Regions from separate parts of the Mus musculus genome. Here region 2 is linked to region 1. A link is a contact called in public HiChIP or PLAC-seq data. All regions are on one chromosome and are shown on one strand. The core of a region is the stretch at or near the end of the contact, and the rest is flanking DNA. Distances in the headings are between cores, read along the strand shown.

Region 1 (5,464 bases), core at 1,540-4,039:
ATTGAATCTACCATGCCACTTTGTGAACGTGTGAAAATGAACAAACGCAAGCGTAGCACAGTTAATGAAAAGCCAAAATATGCTGAAATCAGTTCAGATGAAGATAATGATAGTGATGAAGCGTTTGAATGTAAGTATCATTTAACTGTCTTTAGGAGTTAAAGGCAGATTAATATGTGTAACATAATTTGGGGGTTAACAAGAGCACAGTTACCTTAATTCTTAATAACTTAGTATAGCAAGATTTTTTTCTTTATACTTTAAAACTGTATGAAAGATGAGTTCACTTGGCACCAAGAAAAAGTCTAGCTGAGCTGTAATAGTGATAGAAAACACCCGTTCTGTGTCTATTTGTATTTTACCTGTACTGGACTCCGGATAGAGAGTAGGCGTTGGAAATTAAACTACACATTAAAAATGTGACCCCTATCTCACAGTCTCAGTCTGTTGGGGGGATCTGTAATGATTGTACTACAAGTGGTAATCGTAGATGCAGGGTGCTGTGCGAGCACATTGCCATCAATGTCAGTGGGGGTTCAGAGAGTGCTTACTGGAAGAGGTGACACTTGAGTCTGGAAGGACACGTAGGAGATAGCCAGATAAAGAAATATTTAAAACCATACTATCACTAAATTATGAATGGCTTAGCCACATTGTGATTTATCTGTGTGGTTTGGACCTGGCTTCTCCTTTTGCCCAGCTGTGTCCTGGAATTCCTCCCTTGTTTCACTGTTTTCCAGAGCTGGCTTCTTCACTACACAGCTACCTCTCTACAACACTGTGATCACCTGTCTTTGCACTAGACTTGCTATACCTCGCCTGTCTTCCTACTGGTCCACTGAAAAAGTTCTTCTCTTTTATCCCTATCTTCCTTCTTCTGGAGCAAGAGAATTGAGCCTAGCCAAGAGGGGTCAGCAACCTTGTTTGACTTAAACGGCATTCAGTGGAAACAGACTATGGGAGATCTTCACTTGTGTGCCAACTGACTTAGTCATAATGACCAAAAGAAGTGGGAAGACCACCAGTGTGTTCTACCTTTTCCACCTAGTGTCTGTAGATTGAGGTGTGACAAGCAAGGGCAGGAAGGACAGATGCATGCTGCCATTTTTAAGTGTATATTGCCGATGGAAGCTCTTCACCTCCTCCAAAGCTTTTAATCAATGTTCATTTACTCATCCTTTCAAAATTGTGAGCTCTTCAGCTAGAGCAGTACACTATGATACTGAACAGATTTTACGTTTTAAAACTGAAATATACAACCAAGATAATCTACCATGTGTGATTGTTATAATTTGTGTTATTATGAGATGTATTAACAATACAGTATATTAAAATGGCTAAAGTTTTTTTTTAATTATAATCAAACATTTTGGTGAAATAAGGACATGGTTAGCTCTGGAAAGTAAGAAGACAAAGGAAGCGTGTTGGCCCTAAAATTTAGTTCCTTTTATTTGCATGTCTGTCTACTCCTTCCCCTATCCTTTCACCGTTCTAAAGTCCTTACTTGCAGCTTCATTATAAACTTCACTTCTTCTCTGGCTGCTTGAGTGGCTACCTGCATTGCTAAGTTGGTGCGGATTATGAAATTCCTGAATAATAAAAGCAAAGGATAACAATCAGAAATGTCCACTACAAAGTAGGGAAAAGTTGAGCCACACCTTTGTCATCAATGTAGACACAATTTTTTTTTTTCTGTTGTGAAAGATACTGTCTCATTTCATGGAAGTGTAAAGCCTCACCCTAAGACTATGGGTGCCATATAACTGTACCCAGGAGTACTGAAAGCTCATGTTAATATTGTTAAGAGTATTTAGGCTTCAACTTCTGCTATGAGAAAAGGAATTTTCTCTAGATTTTAAAAAAGATACCCAAATGGTTTACTGTTTTGCTTCGTTTATTTCAATCTAGTTAAGTATAAAAATCAAGGGTCTACTGATTCGACTGTTGAAAATGTTCAATTGGTAGTTGACATAAAGAACCAAATTGTCATTTTGCTATAAGAGTAACCAAAATTTTGTACTACTGTACAAAATTTAAAAAGTATCATGTGAACAGTAATTGGAAAAATTATGTTGTTTTGAGATAGACTTTGTGAAATTTAGGACTTCCCTGAAGTTTAAACAAATTGGTTTACTAAAATCTAAGGATTAAGGAAATAGTATTGTAATTTGTAAATAAATAAATAACCAAAGAATCTCTTTGAAAGTTGAACTTAACAGATGAACTTAACCAAAATACAAATATAAAGTTACCGGTACCAGGAAAAGGTGGAGAGGGAGGATGAAGGAAATGGGGGTGGGGAGCACTAAAATTCCGAAAGGGGAGGTAGAGAACTCTGAATTCATACTTCCTGTGTCTCGTTTGTGCTCCTATCCGTCCTCTGCGTTTTCTAGAGCAGTGAGAGAAATAGAGAAATTAACAAGCTAGCCTACTAATTGGGATGGTGCTGACCTCATGGAACACACTGTGGCATAAACATTGTGGGGTTATTCACTCTGTTTTAATCCAAACTGCCCAAACTTTAATGAATGGGACAGAAAGATGCCCTAAGGCCTCTAAAGAATGATGAGTGCAGCATACTGTATAATTCCTAATAACCACAAGATTTATCAAGGATTTATAGTGATAGAATTGAAGGCCGAATATAGATTTTTTTTAATTAATTAAAATATAGAGTAAAATAGTTTGTAGTTTTGATTTGTAAGCATAAGGTCTCATACTTGACATTATAGCATGCCTCATTCTAAGCAACTTTGTTAGTTCCTTATTTGGTAGACAAGTCAGTAACTGTTGAAGTGTTGCAAAATGTTTAGTGAATATTATATAAACACATGATCCATCTAAGTGAGTCTCTCTTCCCCTTTTTCTCTAATAATGAAACAAGTTGTTTAGATAGTGGGTGTTCTTGAACATACCCTAACCATAAACGTGAGGAGGTCCTGCCGCTTCTCACATAGTTTATAGCTTAACGAGACTCATACCTTCAATAGTTATGAAGTAAACTATTGAAGATTTGAATATATTCACTCCCATAGAGCTGTTTTCAATAACAACTCTTTTAAGACCAAGTTACCCTTTTCTGTTCATACTAGAGTTTAGTACCAGGAAACAAACCAGATCATGAACAGGAATAATTATGGCATTTAGACATTTATTGTTCACACATAGTGATACCAACACAAATATAAATAGGGCGTTTGAGCCAGATTGACATTCTTAAATCTAAGCCTCGTAGTGGGTTCAAGAGGTTTCTTTTAATATTTCTGTATATTGATCATAGTTAGGAATTCATAGAAGCCAGTCAGAGGAAGGAAGGTGTTAAAAAAAATCAACAGACTAGTCACCAGCAATTTGTTACTATAGTAACTGGTATAGGGACCAGCTAGATGGTTCATCAGTGAAAAGGCACTTGTCACACAAGCCTGGCAACCTGCATTCAACCCTGGGACCCACATAAAAGGTGGGGTGGGAGAACTGACTATGCAGAGCTGCCCCGAGCTACATGCACACACACATACAAAATAACAACAAATAAATATTTTTAAATACTGTTGTAATAATCTCAAGGTAGGACAGACACATCAGTCCTATCTTGTTTTTAACTAGTGGTGCCTACACCAGACACCAGGTGTAGAGTGTATTTTTCACTTGCACTGCCTCTAAGTTTCACTGCAGAACTGTTGCTTTTTAATACTGAACTGTAACCCTTTCTTAAAGCTCAGATTCATTTTCAACTTAATACATGAGTTGATATGTCAGATGAAATTCTTTGCACAGACGCTCCTCCTGTCAGTATTGTTGATCTTAGCAGAATAAACTTTGGAAAGATGGGGGGACCTTTGAAGGTAACATATATAAACATGCTTCTGGAGGTAACATATATGAACATGCTTCTGGAGCATGCGTAAGCCTAGAAGCTTGCCTTGAGTCTAGCATGCCAATTGTCGGGGAACTATCTATCTCAGTGTGTTAGTGTTTGCAGTTCTGATATATACTATCTCTGTAGGTTTGTGGTGTTAGGTCATCAGAGTCTCTGGAATTTATTGCTAAGTTGTAAGTATAACTTAGCCGTTAATTGATGGAGTATTTGGTCACATATATTCTGTAACACTATCTCAAAAGTTGACTATTTTACCCCCAAACCCTTCTCCCGACAAAAATTATAAATGGTGGTTGTTTTTGAACCAAAAAAAATCTAAATAAAGGTTGTTTTATAAGTCGTAATTAATCTGAATTTTACATTTACTTCTTACTGATGTGCTGAAACCTCTCACTGAAATGTACACTGTGCTTTAACGTCTCAGAACCTTCCTATCGGGTTATTAGCAAGCTAACTTCGTGTACAAACCTTTAGCTTTAGATTACATAATGCTCAAATTCATGGTATCTATACTATCATTTAATCTTCTGGGTAGATGAATGGCTCAGACTTTCATAGACCAACAGAATGAAGATGTAGTTCATTGTAAAGTACAAGTTTTAACAGTCTTTTAAAGTGAGGTAAATTATTTGTCATGGGGATTTGCTTCTAGCCTCTAGGAAACGGCATAAAAAAGATGACGATAAAGCTTGGGAATACGAAGAGCGCGACAGAAGAAGCTCTGGGGATCATAGGAGAAGTGGCCACTCCCATGACGGAAGGAGGAGCTCGGGTGGTGGTCGTTACCGAAACCGAAGTCCGTCCGATTCTGACATGGAAGATTACTCCCCTCCTCCCAGCCTTAGTGAGGGTAATGCATCAGTTCCAGTGGGTCGAAAACCAATTTCTGTTTCCTCTTCTCACTTTGAAGAACATTTTCCTGTGGTATCATTCTTGAGTTTCAATGTTTCTTTTTGGTTTTTTTTTTTTTAGTTGCTAGAAAAATGAAGAAAAAAGAAAAACAAAAGAAAAGGAAAGCTTACGAGCCAAAGCTAACGCCCGAAGGTAACATCTCCGCTGTGCTGTATGTGCTTCAGCTTTACTTACTGCTGAGAATGGGAGCATCATTTTTTTCTCTCTCTTGCAGAAATGATGGATTCTTCAACTTTTAAGAGATTTACAGCCTCAATAGAGAATATTTTGGATAATTTAGAAGATATGGATTTTACTGCATTTGGTAAAACCATTTTACAGGATTTTTTTACTTATTCCTTTATGTCTAGTTTTTTTCCAAGATTCTATAGAAAATACAGTCATAATGTATACTATCAAGAAACTTGAAGTCTAGTGTGAGTTCATGTTATCCAACTGAAACTTTTGCAAACACAAGCTCCAAGTTGGTAGCTGTCTTAGGTTCTGAGAACACTGCCACCACAGCAGGGCAACACCAGGAAATACTTCTCCATGTAGTTCTTGCATATCCCCCAAATAGTGAGAAACTTGCAGACATCGGAATCAGTTCATCAGTTCATTCATACACTATTCAACTATATAAGGATATCAGGTGCAAACATACATACAACCTGAGCCCCTGATAGAAGAACA
Region 2 (5,886 bases), core at 2,370-4,869, 100 kb before region 1:
TCAGAGCAACTGAGTCTATGGAAGGTCTCAGTTTGGATCCACTGTGTGGTGGTCCATACCAGAAATTTCAGCAATAGACAGGCTGAGACAGGAGGATGGGAATAGTAAGACCGGCCTGCACTATATAGTGAGGGGCTGTCTCAAAACAACAGGGATCTGAAATTTAGGCGAGCAAAATACAAATTGATTCTGTGAAGAAATACTCATAAACCCTGAAATTATTTAATTCTGTTGTCGGAAGACCCTTCAAAGAAAGCGAGCCCTTGTCTTCTTTCATTCCTTATTTTATATGAGGTGGCTAGAAAAGAGCTAATTAGCACCTAATAAATCTTCAGTAGGTTTTGAGGGAATAAATTAAAGTTATTAATTTTAGGTGTTGGGGAGATGGCTCAGTTGGTAAAATACAAACATAAGGACCCGATTTGAGTCCCCAGCAAGCTGGATATAGTAGTGGGCATAGTAGTGCCCATGTGTAATTGCAGCACTGGGGAAGCCAAAAGAAGTAGCTCCCTGAGAATTTTAAACTGGCTAGTTCACTTTAAGCACAGGTCCTCAAGTCCCTGGAAGAAACCTCTTAAAAAGTAAGGTGGACAGCTCCTGTCACACACGTGTACACTCTCACACATAAGAACACACACGCAAAATTGTATTAGTTTAGATGAAATGCCGAAACCATGCCAAGATTTTGTACCCAACAGCATATCAACTGTCTCTACTGAAGCATGCACAATCACTAGGTCACCAGTAACATTCAAGGAAGTTTGCAGGAGGGTAAATAAATCTGCTTCCGTGGGAAACGGAACGCATGAGGAAGATTCTAAGCCACTTGGAAGTTACTTAAAATCTGTTTTCAAAACTAATTAATACGGTGCAGATTGACTCTACCAAATAATATTTAATTATTTGGGTATAAAATAGCTACTAAAACAGTATCCTTGTCTAAAAATTCTGTACATGTAAAGAAAAGAAACAGAACTAAATAAAGTCTTTACTGTACAGCTTCCAGCCCACTGCTATATTAAATTCTAAGATCTACTCTCCAGCTACTGGGAAATAAAATTTCTTACATTTGTACTTTTCCAAAATGCCTTTCAGTAAGCTAAGTAAATCTAAAGAGACGTCAACCCCAACGGTGAGCAAAATACCAACACGAGGCTTCCCTCATGTTTCACAGAACCTGTATTTCAGAAAATCTAAAAATCCCTGTAGCTTTTGCTTTGACAGCATAATTAAGTAGTAACCGAAGTCCTTTCCACACCCTCTCTGAATCCCAGTGCCCGGCATGCATTAGGTCACCAATAAATACTTGCTGAATGAACTTTTCCAGTAATGCTGCTGTATCTGAGCCGAGCCAATCAAATTCTTAGACTTCGGTTCAGTCAGTCAGTCAGTCTTGCATGTATTTGCAAGAAAGGGGGGGGGGGGGGGCAGACAGGATTAAGAATGCATTTTTGTGAGTCACTAGAGTAATATGAATTAGCCCACTAGGGGCAAGGCCACGTGATCAACAAATGTCCAGGCCTCTGCCATGCCATCTAGAGAAACCTAAAAGCAATCATCTTTATGAGCTTTCGAATGTCTAGAAGAGAGCTTTCTCCTGACCTCTAATAACCTTATCTCGGTTCCATCTAAACATTTTTCCAGTTTTCACCGTCTTTCATAAAAGTTCTGTTAGGTATTGATAAACTCATAGTAAAGGGTAGAGTTCAGAAGTGAGGGAGGGGAGTGACTGAGCCATCCACAGCGCGCTATGCAGAACACCTGCGAAGGAAAGTTAAACTTCATTTCCTGAAGCCCTGAAGGCTACTGGGGAAAAAGAGCCAGACGAGATAGAAAGCCCGGAGGAAAAAATGAGAACGACGCCGCCAACATGGAAGGTAAACAGAAGTGCTGGAGGCACCAGGGTGACATGGGGCAAAACCCTGATGACGAGGGCGCCGCCAAGTCCCAGGGGCACTCTGGGGAAGGGGACGGCAGAAGCATGGCGAGGCTTAGTTCTATTTGCACGGATATCAAGCCCGGACCTTTTCCCCCACTTGCAGGACTCCTTGGGCCGAAGTCACCGCCCTGACTTACTCCCTCTGGTCGCGATAGTCATCTAGTGTCAGGAGTGCAGAAATGACAAAATCTTTAACACCTCACCCCCAGTGACTTCTAAAGCAAAAGAATAACCTGTAGGCGAGCTGTCCTATACATCAGTGCATAGACAAGCAAACGATTAACGCTGACAACTTATTTTATTTAAAAAAATATAATATGGTTCCTCCTGAGTAAAATGTGCTTACCTACTGGCACTTTTTACCTGAAGAATTAGCCCCCTTACAATTTATACAAAAACAAACAAACAAACAAGCAAGCAAACAGAAAACTGTGTGGCGATGAAATGCCCTCCGGTTTTACAGTAAGACACTACCATCGGGTACGGTACTGTATTCGTATTCACATTTTGTACTCCAGCCTTGTCCAGAGCCTCTGAGTTTTCAACATACAGAGGAAAACGATGTTTTGAAGTGCGCCGGTGCCGGGGCTCCGGTGCCCGGCGTCAGGATGGCCTGGGCTCCACCCACACCTAGATCGCAGCGCCAGAGCGACCGGCTCCTTGCTTGCACAGCGTCGCCTACAGGCCTTATCCCGACTACCAGGGAGGCAATCAAAACCACCGCCAAAAAGGAAAAAAAAAAAAAAAAAAAAAAAAAAAAGAGGCAAGTCCAGCAGCCCTCTCGTATTTCCAGAAATTAATGCACCACCACCACCACGATCACGATTCCAACTCAGCCAGGCTGGGAGTCTTCACCTCCGAGGACTGTGTTCTTCGCAGAAAATAACCCAGACAGACATAGGATCCGGCCGCTCCCGGGACGATCCATCCATCACGGCTGCGGGAACAGCGTTTGAAAGGTCGGCATCCAACCCGCCGGCAGCGGGAGCTCGGCTTCCCCCCGGGGCCCGGGGCCGGCCAGTCAGGGAGAGCAGCGCGGCCTCGGCTGGCCGCCTTCTCCGGGATTGAGGGTGGGGGGCTATGAGGCCCGGAGCGCCTGAGAAGAGGGAGATCCCGGCCTCACGCCACCACAGCGGACCAGCGCCCGGCTGCTGTCGCCTCGAGGGGGACCAAAAGGAAAAAAAAAAAAAAAAAATCAAGCCGGTCACCCGAGCAACGGCGTAGACGCCGTCTTGCAGAAGCGACCCCACGGGCAGCATCCACGGCCGTCCGTTGCACAGGACAAGGGCACGGAGCAGAACCGCCGCTGCTGCTCCCGCTGCCTCCGCCGCTGTCGCCGCCGCCGCCGCGCCTCCGGAGCCCGCGGGAGCCGGCGCGCTGAGGCAGAGCTGCGAGCCCGAGTGGCGGCGGCGGCGGTGGCGGCGGCGGAAGTGGAGTAGGGAAGAGGGGGTGGTTGTTAGTGTTTGGCGCCGGCGGAGGGAGTCATTCCTGCAGCTGCACTTCCGGTCGGCATTTTGTTCTGAGAGGGAGAGACGGAACGAGAGAGAGAGACACACACACACATACACACACACATACACACACACACACACACATACACACACACACACACACACACTGGGCTCCTTCCCCCCCGCCCGCCCTCCCGTCCCTCCCTCCCTCCGTCGGTACCGACTCACCCGACACCAGCAAAGCCGCCAGGGAGGGACGCCCCCGCCGCCAGGAGGATTGGTTCCCGGGCCCGCGGCGATGCCCCCCCGGTAGCTCGGGGCCCCCGGCCGGGTGTTTGTGTGAGTGTTTCTATGTGGGAGAAGGAGGAGGAGGACGAAGAAGAAGCCGCGATTTGTCTTCTCGGCTGCTCTCCCCCCGGCTCTACATGTTCCCCGCACTGAGGAGACGGAAGAGGAGCCGTAGCCACCCCCCCTCCCGGCCCGGATTATAGTCTCGCTCTCTCGCTCTCTCTCTCTTGCCACCGCGGCCTCGGCCTCCGCTTCGGATTCAGACGCCGATTCGCCCAGGTAAATTCCTGCTCTTTTATTTCGGCGGCGGCGGTGGCGGCGGTGGCGCCGGCGCCAGGTCCCTCAGCGTTTCTCCTCCTCGCTCCCCTCCCCGCCGTTTCCTCAGCGGCCCCGGGTCTCTTCCACGGGGCGAGTCGAGAGAGTGAGTTCGCTCGCTCGCTCCTCTCCGGCGGCAGCCACCCTGGGTGGCGGCGGCGGCGGCGGTGGCGGCGGGGTTCGTAGCCTCTCCCGGCCGGCTTCGGTGACGGGGAACCGGGCTCCCTGCCGGGCGGCCGGGGAGGCGTAGGCCCGGCGGAGAGTGCAGGCCGCGGGCCAGCGGAATCTACTTGAGCTCGGGGATTAGGAGAGCTCCGGGCTGAGCGGAGCGACTGCTGGTCGGTGACAGGCCTCGCCCGGGAGAGGAGCCGTAGCTAGTGAGGAGGCGGAAACAATACAACTATCAGCAAATGTGCCCCGATCGTCCCCCATATTTACAACTTTCCCGGTCCGGGAGTGGGGAACGTCCCAGTGAAACAAACAACCCCCCTTCTTCCCCCTGTGACCCCATGAAGGGAGGAAGTAGTTTCAGTTAGTGAAACAAATGTAAATACTCAGACACGGCTACAGTGGTAATTCTCTGCCAAACTTGTTTGGACGTTTTGGAAAGTTAATAAAGACTGGTTTCCTTTGTAAAAGGATCAAACCGTCCACATGTATATTTAATCTAGAAAACCCTAGCGTTGTGCACACTGCACATCCCCGCCCAGGAGCTTTTATGTTGTTTGACAGAGTGTGTTGCACATGGACTTTTTATTCAAAGACCAAGTAGAAAGAACTTGACAGGTTTACTCCGACACTTTGTATTTGTATCTGTTATGTAAGGATAATTTTAAATGACTACATAAAACTCTCTGGATACTTTTTAGCCTAAACGGGTGCAAGAATACAAAGAATTCTAAGTGTTTTTGAGCGTACATGGAGATAAGGATGAAACCTATTTTCTTTCAAAGGATAGAAGTTAAGTTGCACTTAGAATCTTTGGGAGGTTTAAAACACACATACATATACACACATAGAAGGTGCCATCCTTTCTTGTCAGGGCAGATCTTAGTGAGTCCCAGGATTGTCATTGGCTGTTTGTACCATGATGTTTGACTGTGTAATGAGCGAGGTGTCATTTTAATAGGTCAAATGTATCTGTAGATGCTGGAGAAAAATACCAGTTCTGTATCTTACCAAGTTCTAGTTCACGAGTAAGTTAGATGTTGGGAGCTTGTTTCTCGCGGCTTTGGCAATGGAAGTTGGTGTAAGACGGAAATACCTTTTTAAAAGTCCTCAGACTTTAAAAATTGCACAGAAAAAGAAATGTCCCGTTTGATACTTTGTTTCATATTCGCTGAGGGAGAACTCATTTGTTAAAAGGTAGCAACACTACTCAAGGCGGCCCCTCGTAATGGTAGTGGTTAAAATAGCCCTTTAAATATTCTGGGTCTTAAGTTTTTGTCACTGTAGAATAACTTTTTTGCGGGTTATTTTTGAGTTTAGCATGCTGCTTACAAAAAATTGCTCCACCTTTCCTGAAAACGTATGGATAAATGTTAAAAAGAGTGAAGTTAATATAGCTGTCACGTACTAGGCATGTTTTTAATGCTATAAATCCGTGTAGTAGTCAGTAGCGTGTCCGTGATTTGTATTGGTCGGGGAGCAGTTTGAATTTTAAAAAGCCTGAAGGTCCTGCTGAGCCCCAATCCCGGCCTCCCTCCCTCCCACTAATCTCCCATTCCTGTCTTTGTGCTGCCTGCTCCTGTTAGACTCTGTTTGCTACGGGGCCTCAGGCCTACGGGGGTGAAGGCGGTGTGTGTGTGTGGGGGGGGGAGTATGCCAGGAGGGAATGCTGAAGTGAGGAAGACTTCCCGTCTTGAGAAAGCAGTTTGGGGGAGGGGGGGCGTG

What was found. HiChIP or PLAC-seq counts read pairs in DNA pulled down with a chosen protein or histone mark.
Region 2: an H3K4me3 HiChIP or PLAC-seq map of bone marrow-derived macrophages shows a contact between it and region 1, with 2.7 times the contacts expected there. The contact joins the promoter of Nipbl here to the enhancer-like site in region 1. A contact is called at or near these places in 2 of 39 promoter capture datasets (the HPC-7 cell line and pre-B cells), 1 of 484 Hi-C or Micro-C datasets (MC3T3-E1-derived osteoblasts), 6 of 115 datasets of contacts at active chromatin or transcription factors (the HPC-7 cell line, the SCID.adh cell line, bone marrow-derived macrophages and 2 more) and 1 of 9 other capture datasets (adipose tissue).

The regions. Positions count from the first base shown.
Region 1 is chr15:8,338,141-8,343,604 of GRCm38.p6, reverse strand. Nipbl (NIPBL cohesin loading factor) reads left to right here. Exons shown (of 47, transcript NM_027707.3): 11 at 1-130; 12 at 4,533-4,730; 13 at 4,853-4,924; 14 at 5,007-5,096. Among named protein-coding and RNA genes, the nearest start is that of Gm52208, 61 kb to the right of the region's middle. Within about 2 kb of position 2,789, at least 13 of the 459 cell types and tissues checked have an H3K27ac peak or open chromatin away from gene starts, as enhancers often do. A contact at or near this core is called in bone marrow-derived macrophages, where this site is marked.
Region 2 is chr15:8,442,196-8,448,081 of GRCm38.p6, reverse strand. Nipbl (NIPBL cohesin loading factor) reads left to right here and starts at 3,619. Exons shown (of 47, transcript NM_027707.3): 1 at 3,619-3,957. It overlaps LOC102634078, which reads right to left. Exons shown (of 3, transcript XM_017316813.1): 2 at 4,118-4,367; 3 at 2,219-4,019. The coding sequence ends at 2,791.